Regions from separate parts of the Macaca mulatta genome. Here region 2 is linked to region 1. The links are chromatin contacts, called in public Hi-C maps. All regions are on one chromosome and are shown on one strand. Each heading gives the region's core, a stretch centred on a gene start, on an enhancer-like site or on the middle of the called end of the contact. The rest is flanking DNA. Distances are from core to core; before and after follow the strand shown.

Region 1 (4,674 bases), core at 969-3,468:
AAAGAAACCTGTCAGTCAGTCATGAGTGTTTATTTATTACCACCCTGTGCCAAGCACTGTTCTAGCCAATATGAAATGATACAAAATAAAGAGTAGTCATCACCCGTCCAATCTCCTGAGAGCAAATGGATTACATTTGCAGACACACACACACACACACACACACACACACACACACACACACACCCTCTATGTGGGTGGTCAGGAAACTCAACTCTGTGGACGTATAACAACTTCATTTAGAAAAATGCTGATTAGAAAACCAAACACACAAAATTAGAAAAACTGGAGAATAATGAATTTTATGACAAATAGATTACAATGGATTCATTGTAATCTTTTTTTTTAAATTTATTTAAATTTAAATCTTTTATTTAATTCCCATTATGTCATTAAAATTGGGAATAAAACCTTCACCCTCACAAATTTACAAAATATTTTTGGAATATATTATGCAAATATGGAGTCACACTGGCGTTGTGGAGCTGCTAACTGGAATAAAATACCATACTTGATTAAAAAAACCTTCTGTCCACTAAACTGTAAATTCCTTAAAGTCAAAGATCAGGTCTTATTTGCCTTTAATGTATATTTAGTACTCTGTAGATAGAAGTGGTAAAGGGATAAGAATGAATGAATGAGACAGGTGGGCGAAATTTTCAAGAATGAGACAGATCGGTGAAGTTTTAAAAGGTTTCAAAAAGGAAAAAAACAAGACGACTAGGATATTTCAAGCAGAAAGGTCTGGTTGGTTGGCCCCAGTCGGTGTCTGAGTATACAAAGAGGGCTTGGCATTTTCATCACCACTGAAGAAGGATCAGCTCCTGCTTTGGTCCAGTAAGAATATGTTCTTGCTCAAATGCCACTCCTTAGTTGCAGGGACATTGCTATTTTGGTTTTCTGTTCCAGCCCAAGTGTCCTTGATGGTCGAATTGTTGCATTGACTTTTTTTTTCACAAGAAGTTGGGTGATACTGCTGATTTGCCTGCCATGGCACTTGCTTGATATATATAGTTTTCATTTTGATTATTACACAAAAGTAGCTTCATTTTAAAATTCAATTTTCTGACTCTCTGCTTGTGCCTTCAACACATTCACAATGATTTTCTGCTTCTCCACGAAGAAAGCACGTTGGATCCTGTCACAGACACATTTAGCAGACATGGAACCACCATAGGCCCTGCTTGGCATGTGTGTTTCATTTCAGACTACCTCATAAGAACTTTAGGTCTTAAAGCATCAGCCTCTCTCTCCAAGTCAGCCTGAACACAAGCCACATACAGATTTCGGTTATTTCTCGACCTTTTTGGTGTAAATGTAAACAATTCTATCAACAGGGGTTCAGGGCAGCCTAGTTTTGTTAGAGGCTGTATTGTAGGAAAGTCCAAGGTTGCAGGATCCTTCTGAGTCCCTTAGACGCCGTTCTCAGAAGAGCTTGCTATTAGCTTAACGCTGCCCAACTACTACGTATGCTTCACCAGGGCAGGGACTTTTGTCTGTTTTCACTGCTACGGTTCCAGCCTCTAAACAGTGCCCGACAGAGTGGGCATTCAGTAAATATAGTACTTGTTAAATGAATGTTATTATTTTGGCTGCCTTTACTTTTGCTTTATCTGTCCTGCTTTACGGAGCTGGAAATTGGAGAAAAACCTTTGAATTCATTTCCCTTCTTTCCGTTCTGAAACTCTGGCCAAGGGTCCTAGCAAAGACCTTAGGGAGTGGGGATCCCTCTTGGAAACTAATGGCAAGTCCGGCGACAGGGGGCGGCAGAAGGAGAGTTGCAAGAAGTTCTTTCCCACTTCTTACTTCTGCAGCACCCTTCACCACCCATCGTGCTCTGTATTTGGGGTTAGAGGTATTCCGTGGAAAGGAAAGCTGGGGCCGCCTTGGCCGCGTTCCTCGCCTGGGCCATCGGGGTCTTGCCCACAGCGAGTCCCGCAACACCCCCTGTCTGCGCAGCACCTGTTAACAGCCAGTGGGCGGCCAAGCCCGCTCGCGCGGACGCGGCCCGGGGCTGCCCCTCCCAGAGGCGCCGACCCCCGCCCGCCCCATCGGCCGCCTGCGGGAGAGCCGCTAAGCCTCCCCCGCTCGCCAGCCGCGCGCTCCGCCCGGACTCGGCCCACGGCCCCCACCTCCTGTCTGCCGCCGGGCGGGGGGAAGGTAGAGAAGGGGAGGGGACAAGCCGGATCCTCCCGGCCGCCCCGGCCTTCCCTCTTCACCCCGTGCGGAGACGCCGCGCCGAGCCCCGAGGTTAGAGCGGAGCCCGAGGCGTGGGGGGAGGGGAGGGGAACGACCGGAGCCCCGCGGCGACCCCGAGCGGCCGAATTGCCCCAGGCTTTGAGGAGCAGGGGACGCGCCCGAACAAGGTGAACTTTGGTCGCGGAAAACTCAAGCCAGGTGCCGGAATCCGTGCTGCGGCGCTCGGGACGCGGCGCCGACTGCGCGCCTGGTTGGGGAGCAGGAGCCCCGGGGCCTCTCTCCGCCTGCGCCTGGGCCGGTCTCGGCCCGGAGCCCCCCGGCCCCGCTCCGGCGCCCCGGCCCGTGGGACCAGCCGCGGCGCCCTCGCCTTGTTTCTTCCCCCTCCCCCTTCGGGGGTGGGGGGTGGGGCGGGGGAGAGGGGCGCACGGAGAGCCGCATCTATTGGCAGCTTTGTTATTGATCAGAAACTGCTCGCCGCCGACTTGGCTTCCAGTCTGGCTGCTCGCGACCCTTGAGTTTTCGCCTCTGTCCTGTCCCCCGAACTGACAGGTGCTCCCAGCAACTTGCTGGTGACTTCTCGCCGCTCCCCCGCGTCCCCACCCCCTCATTCCTCCCTCGCCTTCACCCCCACCCCCACCACTTCGCCAACAGCTCAGGATTTGTTTAAACCTTGGGAAACTGGTTCAGGTCCAGGTTTTGCTTTGATCCTTTTCAAAAACTGGAGACACAGAAGAGGGCTCTAGGAAAAAGTTTTGGATGGGATTATGTGGAAACTACCCTGCGATTCTCTGCTGCCAGAGCAGGCTCGGCGCTTCCACCCCAGTGCAGCCTTCCCCTGGCGGTGGTGAAAGAGACTCGGGAGTCGCTGCTTCCAAAGTGCCCGCCGTGAGTGAGCTCTCGTCCCAGTCAGCCAAATGCTCCTCCTCAGGCTTCTCCTGCTGACATCTGCCCTGGCCGGCCAGAGACAGGGGACTCAGGCGGAATCCAACCTGAGTAGTAAATTCCAGTTCTCCAGCAACAAGGAACAGAACGGTGAGTCTTTCCCCCATTCTCCCCCTGCTTGTTTCTCGCTGTGTGTGTTAACGTTGGCATTGTGCGTTGGTATGTGATGTATACCAGACTGCGAAGGTATCTTTGGTCTCTACATGCAAATGCGCGCTCCGTTCACTGGCATGGACTGTTGAAGGTTAAGTGTAGTTTGCAACTTCGGGAGCTGCCACAAAGCTCCAAGAGGGCAACGTGAGTGCCACTGCAGCCTCAGTTAGAGTGAGGACATTCTGGGAGCGATTGTGAACGTCAGTTCAAATGCACATTGCAGGTTCGCTCATTGCCAGAGTTAGAAGTTCAAGAACTGCCTCTAAAAACGAATCCAAAATGAATGAGTCTTGGCATGTTTGACTTTACTCAGATTTGGGGAGGGCGAGGGGGATCGGTCAGGAAATGTATCAGCCGCATGAATTGAAGCACTCTAGGTCGAAGTCATCAATTAATCAATGAGTAGATAGGAAATATAGAGGTCAAGAGGCTGTGTGGTAGTTTTTAGAGGAATTAAAAAGTGTATTTCTCTTGCGCCCTATTTTTTGTTTTTTAAACTTGCCTTTGTACTCTGAAGTCCTTACCTTTCTGGTGGTGTGTTTTAGTATGTGTCGGTGAATGACTGCTATTTTGTGTGTGCTGGAAGCGACTTAATCCTGCATAGGAAATGAGAATTACTTTCAGCTTTCAAGTGTACCTGAAATGTTTCGAAAACTCTCAGATGCAAGTTCCCTTGGGCTGGGATTGCACAGAGCTGGAGAAAGGCTCCTTTCATAAAGCCAGGGCAGCTTCAGGGTGTGTAATTTGCTTAGCCTCTGAACCCATATGATTTACATCATTCAATTTCTAAACTCTTTTTCTCTTCATCTACCATTATGAAGTCATTTTTGAGAATACTTTGTAAATAGAAATTTTATACTGCACATGAAACCACAGTGTTCATGTAGGCTGTCTAAAATTGGAATGTTTAATGCCCTGTTTACAAGTGGTGGCTCTTACTGTTATTTGAAAAGGAATATACATGTTTTTACTGCTTTGTATATCATCGATTCTGTCACTTCATTAACCATGCAAAATGAACACAAATGGCATAACTGCAAAATTAAAATGGGGTGTGCTATAGTTTTAAGTCACAGTGATTTTTTTTCCTTTTCATATCAGGGTATTTCAAACCTTCAACTTTGAATTTAAACTCTATGAAGTGTTCATGTTTAAGAAAGCACAGAAAGTTTTAGGGTATAAAAATAGATAAAACAAGGATTCTGCGGACTTTTGCAAACATTATTTGTATTTGCTGCTGCACAGCAAGACATAGTATCACATTTATCAGCCAATATTAGTATGGTGGTGCTTACAACTTGCTAATGTGATGGCACATGGCACCTGCAGGCTCCTTGAGCTGCTGATCAAAGGGCAGCCTAGGGATCTATCTCTAATCAC
Region 2 (4,674 bases), core at 1,515-4,014, 250 kb before region 1:
GTCAACATTTGAAGAAAATATATAGCAGTGAAACCTTCTTAAATAGATCCATTATAAACAATTAAATCCCAAATTACCACACAATGCCCCTATTCTATCAGTCTAAGAAAATTATTTCTTCATTAGTCTGGGTGACAGTAGTTGCAAGAGTTGATGATGGGCCCGATATGATAGTCCAGCTAAATCATGGAATATATGACTAAAGCTTAAAATGGGGAGGAGGGATGGCAACCAGTTGTTTGTGTGACGTGGGAAAGCTGCAGTTGGGCTTTTCCTGTGGTAATTTTCCCCAAGCTCCCTAGCCAAAGTGGGAAGTGAGCCATCCGCAAATCTCCCCCAAATTGTTATCTATGAAATAAAGACTTCGAACATTAGGACAGGAAAGAATCACCTCAGGGCGGGCGGCAGGAAATGATGGCAGCTGCTGGGAAGAGGGCAGGAAGGCACAGTGGCTGCGACTGCCTGCCCAAGCCTGCGCTGGGGAGCGAGCGAGGTGACCGGGCCCTCTGGCCTCCCCACCAATCCTTTTAGATCCCTAATTGTTTGCTTTCTAGTACTTTATTTGAATCCATCACAGAGCTTTCCAGAGAGTCCCTGAGCACTGCGTGGAGGGAGAGGGCTATTATGGAGCACTGCAAAGACTAAAATGGCTGATCGGCGACTTCTTCAGATTTTCAAACTCGGCAGGATCCCACAGCTTTCCAGTCCTTTTCCCCCGGCTGCCTCTGCTGGGGCCCAGCTACCTGAGAACAAAGCGCGCCCGGCTGGCAAGCTGACCGCGGCGCCCCTGGCGGCCTCGCCCCTTCCAACTTAAGCGGAAGCGCAACTGAGCAGGAGAAATTGACTGCGCTCCCCCTTGCCACCGCCTCCCCGCCCCACCCCCACGCCACCCGGCGGGCCTGGGCCTGCGTCAGCCCCGCTCCTCGCCCCTCGGGTGGGCCTTATGTAACAGCCCTGATCCCAACTCCAGAACCATTTCAACAACTTGTCCCAAAGAGGAGAACGTGGGGCTCGCGAGGGCGGTAGGGTGAGCCCAGCCGGGACTGCGGATCTAAACTGGGGGCCACGAGGGCGAGCTGCAGCTGCTGGGGCAGGAGGTCACCGGACTCCAGCAGTCCCCCGTGGGATTTGTCCAACAGCCCGACTGCGCGCCTTGAACGTGTTCTCTGTGGGCAGGGTGCCAACAGGCGCGCGATGGGGAGCGAGGTGGGAGGGCTTCTCCTGAAGCACTCAAGATGAGCGAAAACCCCTTGAACCCAAGAAAGCCGCCCTCCCTGACTCCAACCCTCACCCCAGCTCCCTAATGCGCACACTCTTCAAGTCCTTTCCCTCTCTCTTCAGCCCCCTCCAGCCAGCGGGGGTCCCCGAGATTACAGCCACCTTCTCTCTACACCGTCACACGCACGCGCGTGTGCAGTCACTCACACCCACACACTGACACACAGAAACGCACACACCACCCCAGAAACGCACACACACACACTCACACTCGCTAGCCTTCCGCGTGCAGCAGCAGAAAGGCATGAATATTCATTACTTACAAGCATTGGTGACTGCGAAGCTGTTTGCCACCTCCAAATTGTCGATGTGAGGTGTCAGTCTGAACTCCGAAGTGGAAAACTGAACCATCCCTACCCGAAATGCACTGTATTCTTGATCGGCGCCCCTAGGAAATAGCCCCCCTGCAAAGAACAAACAGCAAGCAAGAGAACAGTATCAGTGCCCGGGAGGGAAAGGAGGGGCGCGCGCTAGCGCCCAACAGTCCAAGAGTCTCTTATTCACGCTAATGGGCCGAATAAACACATCTACAGACTCGGACAGCGGGGGTGGAATATCCAAAAGGTAGCCAAGAGGTCAAGACCCATATGAGAGTCTGAAGACGAGGTAGGTGGCCAGAAACCTTCGCCTTTCCATGTAATCACAAGCTTTGTATTCAGACCCCAAGAAAATCTGAGCAAACTGGAAAATGTCGCTAAGGCAGAATTAATAAAATTTGGGGATCTGAAATGAGAGGACCTTTTCTTCTATTGTATCAAAGCCATACTCATTTCCTTTTGCTTCATCCTGAGAAAAACATGTATATTTTAGGTAGTTTAAATCTGGAATGCAGTCAAGGTATGACATAAGTCTACATGACATGAATTAATTTGTACACTGTGAACAAAGATTACCACCAAATTATGCACAATTCAAAAGCATAGCACAAAGGGTACCTACCTATCTGTATGCTGTTAGAAGAGACACCAAAAATCAGTCCCCATAAAATCGGAGAAAGGAGGACAGAAATATGCATAATCTTTTGCATTTCCAAGAAAAGTAGAGCATCCACAATATACCCCCTTTTTTTTTTCCTTTTCCTCCTCTTCCTTCTTTGGCTGTTTTCCTCTGCAAATTAGATCCTCTGCATTTTGAGACAGCAATTTAGCACCAAGCTGCTAAAACCTGAAGTGGAGGCAGAAGAATCCCTATTTCCCAGGTCCTGCTGGTGGCTGCTGATGCCCTGCGCCCTGTCCCCGCTCTAGAAGTCCGGAGGACTGGCTGAATGCAGTTTTCAGCGGAGCTGCCGCTGTGGTCCCAGTGTCTCGGAATATTCAGCACCCTCCCATGCACTCACACACACTCACCCTCTCTCGCGCTCTCTTCTCCCTCTCTCCTCTCTCACTCACGCGCGCGCGCGCACACACACACACACATACACACACGCACACACACACAGGCAAGTCACAGAGAGGGGCAGGCAGTCCCAGGCGCGCGTGCGCGACTCGAGGCAGGCGGCGGGCGCGCGCGCCCCCTCCCCCGCACGGCGCCCGGCACCCCGCACCGCCGTGGACGCGTCGCATGCGCGGCGCTGAGAAAGCACAGCTCGGGGCCCATAGCCGCTCTCCTTCCGCGAGACCTCGGGTCTACCCGGCTGTAGCGCCCACAGCTCGCCTCTGCCTTTCAGCACCGAGGACAGCGCGTCGCTCCCCGCCCGGAGCTACCTTTGTGCGGCTATGGCAGTTGTTGCGGAGATGCTCCAACCTGGACCAAATGCAGCAAAGCTGATTTCCGGCTGCTTTATAGAAGCCGAATTGCTCATTGTTGGCGGCGAAGCGTCCTCTCACCAGGCCCTGCTGTCTTACGTTAAAAATAATTTTTGATTTTTATCTTCCATCTCCTGTGAAAACCCATTTAGCAATAGAGAAGCCCTGTCATCCACCTCACCTGACCCAACCGAAAGCAAACAAGCAAGCAAAGCACCGTGGAGGAAATATTCCAAAATTGTGTAGTTGGGCTTCATGGGATGTAGCCAGGATCCGGGGAGAACCCCAAGTTCTATCTTTAAATGCTAAAGCCGCACAGGAGATCAAGATGGAATCTTTTAAATATTTTGCATGAAAATCCCATCTTTAGAGTATTTTCCATTGGGCTGTGATGCTGACTCGCCTAGTCACAGAGCGCACGGGTCTTTCTCGCAGCTTACACTGCAATCCCTCCCGTTGTAGAGTCATGTAGACTTCGTTTCCTAGAAGCCCTTGCTTTATACAGATTGAAAGCAAGAGACTCTGGTTTAACGAAAGGCTATTAGAGGAAAGTGATTAGAAGATGAAGCTAGTCTAGAAAGGCCGCAAAGATGCAGATATTTTTCCCAGAGACTTACTTAGAAATCTGTTTCCCCATCGCGTTTTGACCCTGGGTTTCCAAAAATCACTGCCTAAAGAAAGTAAGCTACCTCGCCGCACTGAACACGCGGGCCACTGGGAAAGAAAGATGAGGTTAGATATTAAAAGTTTGAGGGAAGAGAATTGATGGGGAGATAGACGACTGGACTTCCTGTGTGAAATTTATGCTCTTCACGGTACTTTCCAAGCCCATTCCTGGGAACCTGCTCTGACAATTCCCTCTGCGGACTCAGAAAAGCCCCACCAAGTTCTATGTCTTTAGTGGTTTAAACAAATAAAGACGGATTGAGAGCAAGGAACTATTTCCAGGAAGAGGGAAATTGGAGCTTACAGTACTAAAAAGAGAACTGCTAGTATTCCAAAATGTCATGAGTCTATCAGGCTGCCTTCTTGTGCTTGCAGCTTCATTGCTGACTGCGTTATCTTATGCTTGCTTCTTAATCACATTGGCCTCAATTTTCCCATTTTCAAAATGATGATGAGCAAAGTGACTTCTATGGCTCTTTGATCCTATATTGCTGTCATTTCAAATTATGACCTTTCCCTCTTTTTGATATAGTCCTAAACCATGAAGTGAGAATAGCTTTAATGTATTATTAAGCTTATAAACTATAGGCTAAAATATCTCTTAATTTTACCCCTTAGAATTTATTAGTATAAGTACTCCACACTATATATAAAGCAGGTCTTCTAAATAAAAATGCATTTAACCTTTAAAACATTAATAATAAAAATAACATAAAATTAATTAAAATTACAATAAATCAATAAAAAATAAAATGAGATATGACTTACATATATTCACAATTGTAACATAAAAAATAAATAAATCATACATTAATTGTGATGTGAGGCATAAAAAATGATTGGAAATTATTCCCTATTTAAAATTGTTAATGTAAAAGCACTAATAACAGAACAGAGCAAAATTTAAAATACCTCTGTAGTTATTTTCTTTTTTTTTCTCGATTCACTTGTTTCCACAGGAAAACTTTAATTTCATAAAAAGTAA

The links. Hi-C and Micro-C count contacts between places; a contact is called where the count stands out from the background.
Region 2: a contact with region 1 is called in a Hi-C map of fetal cortex germinal zone, with 4 times the contacts expected there. The contact joins the promoter of GRIA2 here to the promoter of PDGFC in region 1. A contact is called at or near these places in 2 of 14 Hi-C or Micro-C datasets (fetal cortex germinal zone and fetal cortical plate).

The regions. Positions count from the first base shown.
Region 1 is chr5:165,593,516-165,598,189 of T2T-MMU8v2.0, reverse strand. It overlaps PDGFC (platelet derived growth factor C), which reads left to right and starts at 2,218. Exons shown (of 7, transcript XM_078002393.1): 1 at 2,218-2,250; 2 at 2,998-3,231. The coding sequence starts at 3,114.
Region 2 is chr5:165,840,902-165,845,575 of T2T-MMU8v2.0, reverse strand. It overlaps GRIA2 (glutamate ionotropic receptor AMPA type subunit 2), which reads right to left and starts at 2,764. Exons shown (of 16, transcript NM_001185014.3): 1 at 2,218-2,764; 2 at 1,542-1,682. The coding sequence starts at 2,305.